2 separate regions of the Mus musculus genome follow, and region 2 is linked to region 1. The links are chromatin contacts, called in public HiChIP or PLAC-seq maps. All regions are on one chromosome and are shown on one strand. Each heading gives the region's core, a stretch centred on a gene start, on an enhancer-like site or on the middle of the called end of the contact. The rest is flanking DNA. Distances are from core to core; before and after follow the strand shown. Region 1 has its middle 32 kb from the start of Gm35109. Region 2 overlaps Exoc2 (exocyst complex component 2).

Region 1 (6,878 bases), core at 1,479-3,978:
TCCCTGAGTACTCTCTCCTCAGTGATTGGCCCGGAGCAGCATCCCTCTTCATCACTCTTCCCCATGCTCCTCCGCTTCCTAGTTCCTACATCTAAACACTGCTTGAGAGCTAGAGAGGCAACCAACCACTGTGCTCACAGTGACATTCAAGGTGACCTTTGAGCTGTTAGCACAGAAGGGAGTGTCTTGTCTGAGGTGTGAAAGCTTGAGACTCTCTGCCCCTAGGGGCTTTGCCTGAGGGCCAGGAGGTTTTTGCCTGAGAACTATGGAAGGTGCTGGTTCTGACTCATCTTGCCAGATGCTGTTGGACAGTTTGCTTCATTAGAAAAAGATACATCTGGCCCAAGTAAGTATGATAAGCACATAAACAAATATAAAAGGTGCTATTCCAGACTTAAGATACTGCCTCAGAGAAGCTGGGTAGCTTGTGTGCTAGACAGAAGATTTTTGCCTATGTTCGTTTTTTCTATACTGGAAACTGCTTCTCATCTTTGAAGACACCTTAATTCATGCAGATATTGGTAGGTAATATGAAACAGGCCATCACATGTTTACAGAAATGTGTGCTTAAATCACTTCATCATTTGCTTTAAAAAAAAAGATTTATTTATTTTATATATATGAGTACACTTGTTACTGTCTTCAGACACACCAGAAGAGGGCACCAGATTCCATTAAGATTGCTGGGAACTGAACTCAGGACCTCTAGAAGAACAGTCAATGATCCTAACTACTGAGCCATCTCTCCAGTCCCATTTGCTTGTTTTAAAGTCTCATGATGCTACCCTGGCTGGCCTCTGGGCTCAAGTAATCTTCTGGTCTTGGCCTCCTGAATTGTATAGGTTCCCTGTGCTTAGCTTAGTACAGTCACCACTGTGCTTAGCTTAGAGCACTGACTCTCAACCTGTGTGTAAGACACCTTTGGGGATCGAACAACCCTTTCACACAGGGTTATGTATCAGAAATTCTGTATACCGGATATTTATATTATGACTTGTAATAGTAGAAAAAGTACATTTATGAAGTGCTAATGAAATATATATGATTGGGGTCACTACCATGTGATGAACTGTATTAAAGGATTGAAGCATTAGGAAGATTAAGAATTACCAGTGTCTACAGCCATACCACCCTGAACTCACCTGATCTCGGAAGCTAAGCAGGGTCAGGCCTGGTTAGTACTTGGATGGGAGAACTGCCAGCTTGGAGGAATCAGTTTGGAGCAAATGCTGAGATTATCTCATTTTAGTATGTGCTAAATTCACCACAGGAATTATTTGGTGATTTGGGGATGAAACCTAGGAACTTTCTAAGCACATGTTATGCCACTGAGCCATAATTCAAGCCAAAAAAAATATATTCCCAGTACCCACAGAGTAGCTTACAACCATCTGTAACTCCATTTCCAGGGGATGTGACACCCTCTTCTGGCCTCTGTAGGTACCAGGGAGCACACATGGTACACAGATATGCATATAGGCTAAAATCCACATAATTAAGCAATAATTTTTTAAATTATAATATTCAAAATAAAAAGAAGGAAGGAAGTTAGTGGAGCTGATGGGGGAGGGGAGGGTGGAGTTTGCACAGGATGGTGGCATAGACCCAGAGATGGGTAGGAGGAAAGAGAAAGGACACATATAAGGTACCCTCTCATTGATCCTGGGGCAAAGCAGGGAGCACTCATGCCCTAAACTCTATGGGAAAACATCTCAAATTTCAGGTAAAGGTTTTGGGCTATGGGATTCACACAAAATGACATGTGTAGACCCGGAGGGAGAAGAGTGACACCAGGGAGTCTATTATGGAAGTCACAGTGCCTGGGAGAGCCTCGCCTTCTGGGAGATCCACAGATACCTGAGAGAAATCAGACCTCCCCAGGAGTGAAGAATAAAAGACAAGACAATTAATTCAGTTTCATGGGATTTCAGCCAGAGCTTGGCTCTTCCTATACATTAAGAAAGAAATGCTTTGCTATGTGCAATTACTACCCAAAGTCCTGAGACATAGATCTATTCCCTTCCCCCACCAACAGAAGTCAGTTAAAAACAGGGGCTCTCAGGGAGTAACTGATACTTTCATAATTTATGGCTTGGTTTCCTGGTATGTACTTATGTACTATCCTCCTCTCTCTCTCTCTCTCTCTCTCTCTCTCTCTCTCTCTCTCTCTCTCTCTCTCTCTCACTATTATCAACTTGGTGATTTCCTCTCCACAGAGAGAGGCACCCTTGTGGGTTTTTCCTGTGATCTCCTAAGTTTCTCCCTAGTGGTCCAGGACTTCACCAATGGAAAAGTCACAGACACACCCTTGCCCCCATTAGGCCTGAGCACTCACATCTCTAGATTCCTTCCTTCTTACATCTGGAACATCACTGACCTTTCTGCTGAAGCGTGGTCCCTGTCCTCAACACAGGCCCAAACCTGAAGTAGTCTGAGAAGTAGCTGCTGATTCAGGGTTCAAACTGGGACACACAGAACAGAGCTAGAGCTAGTCAAGGCTCTATTCTCAAAATGCAAAGGAAAACACCACTCTTCAGTCCAGGACAAGGACGGAATTAATGGCTGGCAGAAAAGAAGGAGTTTTCTGAGCATCTCCATAGAGCCTGCTGATATGGACCTGTGAAGTGCCTTCCACAGCTGCAACAGAGCGAAGGCTCCCCAGAGAAGAGAAGCCTTTATGTGGAGGCTCCGGTCATTCTTCAGAACACAGCTCTTCCCTTTTCTTCCTTCTGGGGGAACTCCTAGCCCACACCCTGGCTACTTTGAAATAGAACAGGTAACCAGAGCCTGCACAAGCTTGGGGGACACTGGGGAAGTGGGAAGGACAGTCCCTCTGCACAGGAGACACTCAGTGAGTGACAATCAGCAGTTTCCCACTGTCCAGATGGTGACATTTAACTAGCCAAAGACTGGTACAAAGTCCCAGGCACATGAATCCCTGTTGGAACTTGGCTTTCCCTTGAAGGCGTCACTTACTTTTCTGATGACCAATTTAGCAACTGTCTGTCACTCTTTTGGCATGCTTGTACTTTTAAGGAATGTTGGGTGCCAGAGATGAAGACTCAAACAGGTAAAGAAACGTCCTTGCCTGGCCCCCATCCCCAGTACAGAGGATCAAATCCATGGCCTCTTATATTTGGGTAACCCATCTACCATCGAGCACCTCCCCAACCCTTTGACCCTTCATTATGAAAGAAGAAGAATAAAGAGGTAGTTTTTTTTACATAAAGGGAAACACGTCTGAGACTGGAAGGGATCTAGTGAGCTGATACCCTCCTACTTCTGCCTCCTGCATGATAGGATCATAGCCATGGCCACCACCCTCAGAGTTACCTTCACTAGTGCCTATAAAACAGGAAGCATGCTATGCAGCTCCCTCTGGGGGTGCCCTGAGGAACACAGTATGACCATGAAAAGCACCCAGGAGCTGTAAACCAGGCATGAAGCAAGTTCATCTTCCCAGGATGGGTGCTCCACCCACAGGGCCTGTCTGCAACATGGCTTGAAAATGCAACTCCAGCTTCCCTTTTCTGGAAACTGTCTCCCACTCTGTGGCTTCTCCTGCCCACTACATGCACTATGTGGCTAGATAGTTTTTTGTCTGCTGCCGTGTCCACCAAGCAAGCATCGGTTCATTACACTCCCTTGCGAGATCAATAAGTTCATCTTCCGCTGTAGTGATACAGTACTGTCATTTATGGGTGGCTGAGGGCTGCTTGCCCGAAGCTCCTTTTTCACTTCATGATAAATTATTCCAGATGCTTTTTTTAACCTGAGAGCTTCCGGGGCACCTCAAGAAGTAAAATGCAGAGCTCTGTTTCTGTTGCTTCAAACACAGGCAGTTGAAAACATGGGCTTATTGAGAAGACCCAGTTAGCTCCTCCTCCCCCTGAGTGGCAAGCACAGTGCTTTGTTCTGTGTTCCGCCCCAGAACAGTGGCTGGCAGCACTCAGTAAGTACTGTTTACCAGGGTTTTGTGTGGATGCTGGGAATTGAACCCAGAACCTCATACATGCTAGGAGAGTGCATTATCAGTGAGCTTCACCTCACCTCCCATTGTCAGAACCAAGAAGACTCAGGAAGGCTCTGTTTGCCTCAGAGGTGTTCGTAAGAACTCAGAGGACCAGATAGGACACTCTCTGAAGGCAAGGGAAGATGGTTTTGACGGTTTGGACCTAATTGGTAAGGGTCTGGCTCCAGGGAAAAGCTGATCCAAATGACCACGGAAAGGAAAAAAAAAATCCCTCTTGTCTTTTTAAAGTGTTATTTATTTTATGTAGTTAGGTGTGTTTTTTTTCCCTACCCCTTTGTTTGTGAATAATGTTCATGCAGTGCTCTTGAAAGCCAGAATGGGGTATCAGATCCCCTGGAATTAGGTTAAGGACAGTTCTAAAGCATCTAAAGTGCTGGGAATTGAACCTGGGTCCTTTGAAAGAACATCTAAATGATCTTAATCGCTGAGCCATTTCTCCAGACTACCCTCATTTCTCAAAGGCTCATCTCTGAATAGTAGAAAATGCCCTGAAATACTCACAGGGTCATTTCTCATAGGGAGATCACACATTTTGTTCCCCTTAAAGACCTTTTTTCCCCTAAAGTTACATTCATTACATGCTTAACAAAATGGCTAAGTTGAAAACTCAGAAAATATGAAAAGGGAGTAAGTTAGTGAACAACTGGAATGCATGGTTACTACTCTGTGGGATGTAATAGTAGGGCAGTTTTTGGGAACTGATACTGTCTATTGCTTAGAAGAAATGTGTATATAAGTAACAGCTAATGTTTACGAACCACCTGGATGTAAAACAGTAAAATAAAAGAGGTAGCTATGCTTTATTCAAATAACAGAATACCATATAACAATGAGATTTTATATATAAAATCATATGTAACCATATTAACAAAACTCAAGACAATGAATAGGGGCTGGAGAGATGGCTCAGTGTTTAAAAGCACTTGCTCTTGCAGAGAAACCAGGTTTGACTCCCAGCAAGCACACAGTGGCTCACAACCATCTGTAACTCCAGTTCTAGGGGACCTAATACTCTCACCTGACCTCTGTGATCTCTATCTAGGCACAGACATGCCACACAGACTTACATGCAGGCAAAACTGTCATATACATAAAATAAGCAAATCTCTAAAAATCTCAAAAAAAAAACCAAAAACCATGGAGGAAAGAAGATAGTCGTTAAACATTTTCCTTGAGATTCAATTTACATAAAGGTCAAATATAGACCGAACAAATCTATTTTGGTAAACAGGAGAAGGTTGTCTGTACCCACGGGCCTGGGAGAGGGCATGACTTTAGGATCGATGATACTTGTGTTGTCTCCATCTGATACAAGGACGGGTTCATCTTATAAAACTTCTGCTTTGAAGATGGCCTAGTCGGCCATCATTGGGAAAAAAAGGCCCCTTGGTCTTTCAAACTTTATATGCCCCAGTACAGGGGAATGCCAGGACCAAGAAGTGGGAGTGGGGTGGGTAGGGGATCAAGGGGTGGGTATAGGAGACTTTTGCGATAGCATTTGAGATGTAAATGAAGAAAATATCTAATAAAAAAAATAAAAAACAATAAAACTGCTTTGTGCTGACCTCTAAACTGTGACCTCTAAACAGGTGTCATTGAATACCAACAGGTTATTTCATCTACAGAAAATGCTTTTCCTAGTTTTTAAGGAGGGAGCTTGTCTTACACAGTAATGACTAGCCACTTTATAGTGGCTTCTATGCAGCAGCAACAGCAAGTCCTGGCCAAAGCAGGTGCTGTGATTGTCATCCCTTCAGTGCAGGGATGAACACTTCCCGGCATCCTAAGTCTCACAGGTCTCACAGAACCTGGATGACCAGCCTTGTCTGGTATTCAATGACACCTGTCTAGAGGTCACAGTTTAGAAGTCAGCACAAAGCAGAAGTTTTATTGTTTTCTAAATTTTTATTAGATATTTTCTTCATTTACATTTCAAATGCTATCCCAAAAGTCTCCTATACCCACCCCCTGCTCCCCTACCTTGTCTGTGGCTTTAATCAGTATAGAGCCAAGCCTTTGGGACCCATTTGGAAGCAGGCTCAGGTCCACCCTCCCTCCTCAGGCACCTGTATCCATGTAGCAAGCCCATCAGGCTGTTCTTAGCTCAGCTTACAGTACCACTAGCTGGACCTCTCTGTTCCCTAGCATGCAGAACTCTGACCATAAGGAGTATCACAAATAAAAGGACACCAGAGAATCTTTGAGAGAGGACTGTCTTTGTTTAAGGTTGGATCACGTGCTGTTTGGATGGGACAGGTGAAGCTAGAAAATGAGTTGCTTGCCCTTTCAGAGATCAGAGAAGTAGAGAACAGGCACAAAGATCTACGGATGGAAAGTGTAGAGTTACTTCACAAGGAACCAAAGTTTGGAGTGAGAATTTTCCAGGCTGAGGCTATTGAGTGACTTCTAAAAATAAGACTGAAAATACCTGTTATGTACTTTGTCCTAATAACCTGTACTGACTCCTACACACATCACTGCCTTGGGGCTTAGAGAGTCCAGGAAGATGGGCCAGGAGCCACTGGCAGGAACACTGTGAGAGCTGGGTGTAAGGGATACAGGAGAAAAACCAGACACCCGAGGCAGAGACCACATCTCAATGTGTGAGTTCCCAAACAGTCCCTGGGGGAGTGAAGGTTTCCCCTAGTATGCAAGATAAGGAATGAGGGAAATTTTGCCTGAGTTTTGAAAGGCAGAGTGGCCTAATCTGATATTTGAGCCACTGTATCAAGCAAATTCCTCATACCAGGAATGTAAATTCCGAAGAAGTTGTAGGACTTCCCTTTTACAGTTAAAAACACTCTTCTGCTTCCACACCCTGGCATGCTTTGGAGGAGGGAATGCT
Region 2 (6,878 bases), core at 3,268-5,767, 280 kb before region 1:
CCAGTCATGTGCTTAACAGTCCAGGTAAGGTATTATACTTACCTGGTATTCACATGGGTGCTAGAGATTGGACTCTGCTCCTTATAACTGCGCACAAACACTGAACCCACGTGTCTTAGTCAGGGTTTCTATTCCTGCACAAACATCATGACCAAGAAGCAAGTAGGGGAGGAAAGGGTTTATTCGGCTTACACTTCCATACTGATGTTCATCACCAAAGGAAGTCAGGACTGGAACTCAAGCAGGTCAGAAAGCAGGAGCTGATGCAGAAGCCATGGAGGGATGTTCTTTACTGGCTTGCTTCCCCTGGCTTGCTCAGCCTACTCTCTTATAGAACCCAAGACTACCAGCCCAGAGATGGTTCCACCCACAAGGGGCCTTTCCCCCTTGATCACTAATTGAGAAAATGCCTTACAGTTGGATCTCACAGAGGCATCTCCTCAACTGAAGCTCCTTTCTCTGTGATAACTCCAGATGTGTCAAGTTGACACAAAACTAGCCAGTATACCATGCTTATCTCCCCAATTCCACATTTTTAATGCTTATAGGTCTTTTTTTTTTTCTTTTTGTCTTTATTTTTTATTTACATTGTAGTCATTGTCCCCCACTCATTCCCCCCTTCCACAGTTCCTCATCATATTCCTTCTCCCCACTTGCATCTGAGAGAGTACTCCCCCTTCTACAGGCCTTCCCCTTCCCTGGGGCCTCAAGTCTCTCGAAGATTAAGCACATCTTCTCCCACTGAGGCCTGACCAGGCAGACCTCTGCTATATTTGTGCCAGGGGCCTTGACCTAGCCCCTCTATGCTCCTGATTGGTAGCTCAGTCTCTGGGAGCTCCCAGCAGTCCAGGTTAGTTGATACTGCTGGTCTTCCTATGGGATTGCCCTCCTATTCAGATTCTTCAATCCTTCCCCAAATTCAACCATAGGGGTCCCCGACTTCAGACCATTGACTGGGTGTAAGTATCTGCTTCTGTCTCTGGCAGCTGCTGGTAGGACCTCTCAGAGGACAGCCATGCCAGGCTCCTGTCTGTAAGCACATCATAGCATCAGTAATAGTGTCAGGCCTTGGTGCCCTCACATGAGATGAATCCCAAGTCTCTTCTCCATTTTTGTCTCTACAGTTCTTTTAGACAGGAACACTTCTGAGTCAGAAATTTTGACTGTGGGTTAGTAGCCCTGTCCCTCCACTTGAGGTCCTGTCTAACTATTGGAGGTGGATTCTTCGAATTCCCTCTCCTCAATGTTGGGTATTTTGGCTAAGGTCATCCCCATTGGGTCCTTAGAGCCTCTCATCTCCTGAGTCTCTGGCATTTTCTAGAGGGTCCCCCCATCCCCTACCACACCCCACACCCCTACCTGACCTTGTTCCCCTTTCCCAGGTCTTCTTTGACTTGACTTTTTTTTTATGAGACTTATTATCCCAATCAATCTTTTCTTGTTACTTTGCTAAAATTCCTGTTTCATACACATTCTAAGGCGTATTGCAGGCATTTCTGAACTTTCTCTTCTGCCATATTTATTCAAATATACTTTATTTCAGTTAGTGCTATTTTAATTACCATTTGTTTATATTTCAACTCTTTCTAGATCGGTATCTTTTTATTTTATTTCTATTTTTTTCTATTTTAGCATATTATTTGCTATTTCATCATGTTAGACTTACATACGAATTCAAGTCAATCAAGTTAACGAAAAATTCTGTTAAGGTGTTACTTATGATTCTGTTAAATTGGTAATTAATTAATGGGTTAGCTAGTCTGTTCTCCCCTTAGATCTTATTATGTTTTTGATTGCTTTTGAGTTATAAACTAATTTCTTAGCTCACCTTTAAGTAGGTTTCAAATCTGAAAGTGGGTTTCAAATCTTCCCCTGGGAATTCTGATAGGCAAAAACATTTTAATTATATGAGTATTATTTGGTTTTTTGGCATTTAGTAGTTTATTTTTAAACATAATGCAGTCAGTTGAGTATTGAGAATGCCCCCAAATAAGTTTTATATGGCTCAGAATAAAAGATAGTCCTTAGTGCTTTTTTATGATAATAATAATTAAGTACAAAGAAAATCTACAGAGTTATACAGCCATTTTCATCAAAACATTTGGAGTTATTGGTTTTGTGTGAGTTTTAATTATGACTGTTGTTTTGCCTCTTCTGCCTTTAGTCTTTCTGTTGATGTTTCTTCTCCTGATTTGTTTGGAAGCATCCATGAAGACTTCAGTTTGACTTCAGTAAGTAAAATGGCAAGCACAGAGAATGAAGTGTATCATGCTAAAGGGAGTGGCTGTGGTAGTCAGCTTAAGTCACTTGAGCCAGAAACATCATCCCATGTTAAGATGGCCACTGTGGTGACTGCAGTATACATTTTGGGGTTACGTAAACAGACGCAATACAGCACCTGCATCTTGAGTGTTAAAAGTGCCTCGGCTGTTTCCTGCTGCTGCAGAGTTGCCTGGATGGACAGGTGGGGAAGCAGAAGGCATGACATTTCCTTCCTGGCATTTGCCCTTCCAGCCTTCTTTTTTCCTCCCAGTCCCCTCTTTTATTTGAACATAGGTTATATGACAAAGCCAAAACCAAATCCCTGTAAGCAATCTGATAGAGGCATTTTCTCAATTGAGGTTCCTTTTCCCAGATAACTCTAGCTTATAGGAAACAAAAACAAAACAAAACAAAACACAGTAAGAACAAGTGTCAAGAGCTAAGGGAAGCCATGAAGTGGATTGAAATAGCTGTTCCATGTGAATCTAGGAAGAAAGTGGGGTAGAGGAGATGGACCTGAAGGAAGGAGCCTTTGAAACTCAGACTGTACCAGCCACCTGTCCCAACTATGCTTTTGTTTTCTTGGTCTCTCAGAAGGAGCCTTATTAATGCACAGTGACCGTTCTGATCTTTGTTCCCTTCCCAGCTCCCAGCAAACGCTGTGTAACCCATCAGCCATGTCCTAGCTGATTTGTGTGCACCCTGACTTGGAGGGCTACTCCAAGCCTCCCATCTTTCTCTAGTTAGAGAGGAGAGCAAGGTGGTTCCATGTCCATCTCCCAAGAGGTGCGGAGGTGCACCAGGTTGTCAGCGGTCTCCCAGGGTTTTCACTTTCACTCCTCACAACAGCTTACCTGTCCATCACTTCCCAAGTTATGTTCCTTTGTTTCCAAAATCTGTGCCTGTGTTCTTCCCTAGTGGAGGGATCTCATCAGATCTGACTTGTGTTCTGAGAGGACCCAGATCCTCTCAGGGTTGTATTATTCAGAAGGAAATGGATAACATTGAAAAAGATCTAGATTTTGAGTCAGAAGACTTTATTCACAGTCTCAAGGGTTCATTGCTGGTGCTGACTAGGAGTACAGAGAAGTACTACATAAGACTCATTCCTTCATATACAGAGACTATTATGGTCAAATGTACATCTCTATACCAGGTACAAACAAACTTCAGATTAACCATCTAAGTTTAAGAATTAGATTCTTGTTATTCTGTTTTCTTCCCACTTTCATGTAATGTTCAATATAACATACACAAACAAAATGTACTTGCTGAGAGTTAGTCTTTAGATTACTGAAGTAGTTCTCACTTTGAAGAGGGTCCAGAAGTCTTGTAATGGAGAAACCAAGTCAGCACAGTGGGGGAACAGGGCAGGATAGACTTGCACACTCAATCAACTAGAATGGAAGTCTTAATCCTAAATGAAAGACTGGTAAAGGACAGGCTTGAAGCCACTTGAGACATTGAGGGGGTTCTGTGTGTTTGGAGTAGCTGCTGCAAAGTCATTTACTTCCTGCACTATGAGAAGAATGTGTTAGGATAAAACAGAAGGTAGCAGAAGGGAAGATGGCCTCACATGCCCAGCTAGCTTAGTTTCTCTGCCATTCTGCCATATATTCACTTTAGAAAAATAATGTCATTTACAGTATGACTTCCTCTGGCCTTTTTTATATTCCATTTCCTATCTAAAAGTTATTTCAGGGCCCCTAGCAGCAGCCTTCTGTTTTTCTGGGCTATTTAATGGTGTTGTAGGCTTTATATATGCCTGTTGATGACCAAAAAGCCAGGCGTACATATGTACATATATATATAATTGGTTTTTTGAGACAAGGTTTCTCTGTATAGCCCTGGCTGTCCTGGAATTCACTTTGTAGACCAGGCTGGCCTCGAACTCAGAAATCCACCTGCCTCTGCCTCCCAAGTGCTGGGATTAAAGGCATGCACCACCACGCCTGGCTTTTTGTGCTGAAAATAATGACAGGCACTTGTAATGAAGAAGTGGGGAGATATATAATTACCAGAAGATGGATTTGCTTGCTTATTGACTTTAGAGACTTTAGTTCATCCTTTAGTCCCCACACCTCAAAGAGCAAGAACCTCTGTTTTTCTGCATTTTCTCCCCTGGAGTACTTAACTGTAAGTTACTCTGATTCTGCACAGAAAGAGTAACCAAGTGTGGGTGAGAACTGTTCCTGGAAAGTGGTTTTGCCTTAGTTTTAGTCAAGGATCTCCACTGAGGGCCCTGGATGAGTCACCATTCCAGAGAATGCCTCCCACTTATAGGAGCTCAGGCCCAGGCTGCCCTGAAGTGAACCACAGCAGCAGCAGAGCAGGGGCCATTCCTAGAATTTTATTTACAGATAGAGTTCTTCTGAACTGTAAAAATCCACTGTATTCATTAGACTACAATTATAGTCTAACAATTTTGTAAGGAATTGTTTAGGTGGACAGAGCCTTGAAGACTGTAACAGCAGGAGGCATTCTTCCCCTCTCCCTGTCTTTTGGGGAGGCTGGCATGGACATGGGATGGGACTGGGCCCCAGGACACTGGGCCAAGGAAGGAACAAGGAGCCCTTCAGATAGATAGTATGGCATTAAAATGTTCTCTCAAGTTGTGGATGATTCATAAACCATTTTCTAATAGTTCCTACACTTTATGTAGTTATTCATAATATCAACTTGTTTGGCCTTTGTGTACATAAAATGTTAAATGGAACATTTGACTCTTCCTTTGGAGGATATTGGAAGTAGGACACAGAGCCTTGAGCATTCCAGAAAAGGTTTCACTGTTGAGTTTCTACCCCAAATCCCTGTTTAAATCCTCAGTGTTATGCTTCTCTGTGTGTTAATTTTAGGACACAGCCAAGAAAACCAAGGCATAGGATATTGATGTTAAAGGGCAGAAGCCTATCACTGTACTTAATACAAGATCAGGATTATCTCTTAAATTCACCAGTACTGTCTAAGTTTGTTATGGTCTGTTTGAATTACAGGAGCAGAGGCTTTTGATAGTCCTGAGTAATTGCTGCTATTTAGAACGTCACACCTTCCTAAACATAGCAGAACATTTTGAAAAACACAACTTCCAGGGAATAGAGAAAATAACACAGGTAAGTGCTTTGTAGTTAGTAGGCAAGTCCAGCGCTTTGCCACATTATCGTCTCAGCACCTCTTGCCTCCCTGTACCCCAGTTCCCCAGGCCCCATGCTCACTCTTCACCCTACCCATCTGAGAATGATTTCCTTCCTCACTTTAAATTGTTAATGTAACACTGCTTTACTCAGGAGCAAAACTGTCTGATGGTTGAACTGGTTAACTTAACCCTGTTCTAAAAGTCTGTTCAAAGGTCAGGCAAGACAATCAGGAGAAAAAAGTCAAACCTAAATCTAAGAATCTTCCCCATTGACTCCTGACGGAAGAAACCTTGAGGCACTGCTGAGAGCAACCCTGATCCTAACTGCAAGGGATCACTTCCTGCTGATCCAACCTCTGCCTCCTGTCTTCTCTTCCCGACTGCAGCCCTCCCTTAGCCTGTCTGCTTAAGCACACCCTGTTCTCCTGAGGCTGGCCCTTCCTTCCTTCCTTCCTTCCTTCCTTCCTTCCTTCCTTCCTTCCTTCCTTCCTTCCTTCCTTCCTTCCTTCCTTCCTGACTTCACTACAACTTTTGCTTGCTTCGCGCTCCACCTGCTGGATGTAGGCAAAAATGTGCATGTGCATGCAGATCAGTGGAACCAGTTTTGTGCTTTAGAATGTTTGCTGTCTTGTTTATAGTTTTTCAAATAAGCAGAAAGGGAGAGAGAGGAAAAAAAAAGAAGTTCCTTGTTGCTAAAGGTTGGCTAGTTCCTGAGCAAAGTTTATCAGATTTCTGGGTAAAACTGAGCCACTGTCTAATGCCAGCATACTTTTCTCAGTGAAGAAAAGAAGAAAGATAATCATCTTGTCAATCATATAATCAGAGTTTACTCTCAGTGGACGATCTACTTTTTATAAATGATGCTTCCAGTTCGTAAACTGGCTTGGGTTTTTTTTTTTTAAATAAATGAAAATGTCAGAGTGGGTGGCTCTGTCTTGTTTTCCTGCCTTTCGTAAAGATTAATCATCCTGCTGATAAATGTTGTGACTTGAGGCTTTGAGGTTGAATGTCTAGTTTATTTCCAGAAAGCTTTCATGTTCATAATTACAAGATCTGTGCAAGGGGGAGGAGGCTTTGTTTTTATTCAGAAAAATCGTAACGTGACTGTATGTACATATGAAGAACTTTATTGTTTTTGCCCTTAATGATATGTGATGTCATTAAGAATTGCATATGAAAGAAGCAATGTTTGACATTTAAGTTTTTGTGAAATAATAAGCAGAAATTATGTTGCTTTACTTTATACTATTAAGAAGCAAAATGAAACTAATATAAAGGGAGGTTTTTGATCTCTTTTCCAGTCTGTGTCTGAATCACAGAGAAAGGTAATATGAAGGCCCGGGGAGAGCGCAGAATAAGCAGTAGGCTTTTTGACCACTCAGCAGTATGAGCTTTAAAAAAATTATTTCTTGAGTGTCTTGAAACTATTCAGTTGTGGCTGCAGTGACTAGAGTAAAGCGATGTGGACACCCACTGGCTGTAC

The links. HiChIP or PLAC-seq counts read pairs in DNA pulled down with a chosen protein or histone mark.
Region 2: a CTCF HiChIP or PLAC-seq map of CD8 T cells shows a contact between it and region 1, with 6 read pairs. The contact joins two enhancer-like sites. A contact is called at or near these places in 2 of 15 datasets of contacts at CTCF or cohesin (CD8 T cells and the NIH/3T3 cell line), 7 of 484 Hi-C or Micro-C datasets (Th17 cells, bone marrow-derived macrophages, cerebellar granule neurons and 3 more) and 5 of 115 datasets of contacts at active chromatin or transcription factors (the 230-238 cell line, CD8 T cells, acute myeloid leukemia and 2 more).

Annotation. Positions count from the first base shown.
Region 1 is chr13:30,579,286-30,586,163 of GRCm38.p6, reverse strand. No RefSeq gene overlaps it. Among named protein-coding and RNA genes, the nearest start is that of Gm35109, 32 kb to the left of the region's middle. Within about 2 kb of position 2,728, at least 27 of the 459 cell types and tissues checked have an H3K27ac peak or open chromatin away from gene starts, as enhancers often do. A contact at or near this core is called in CD8 T cells, where this site is marked.
Region 2 is chr13:30,863,325-30,870,202 of GRCm38.p6, reverse strand. It overlaps Exoc2 (exocyst complex component 2), which reads left to right. Exons shown (of 28, transcript NM_025588.2): 21 at 2,165-2,231; 22 at 5,256-5,372. Among named protein-coding and RNA genes, the nearest start is that of Hus1b, 81 kb to the left of the region's middle. Within about 2 kb of position 4,517, at least 23 of the 459 cell types and tissues checked have an H3K27ac peak or open chromatin away from gene starts, as enhancers often do. A contact at or near this core is called in CD8 T cells, where this site is marked.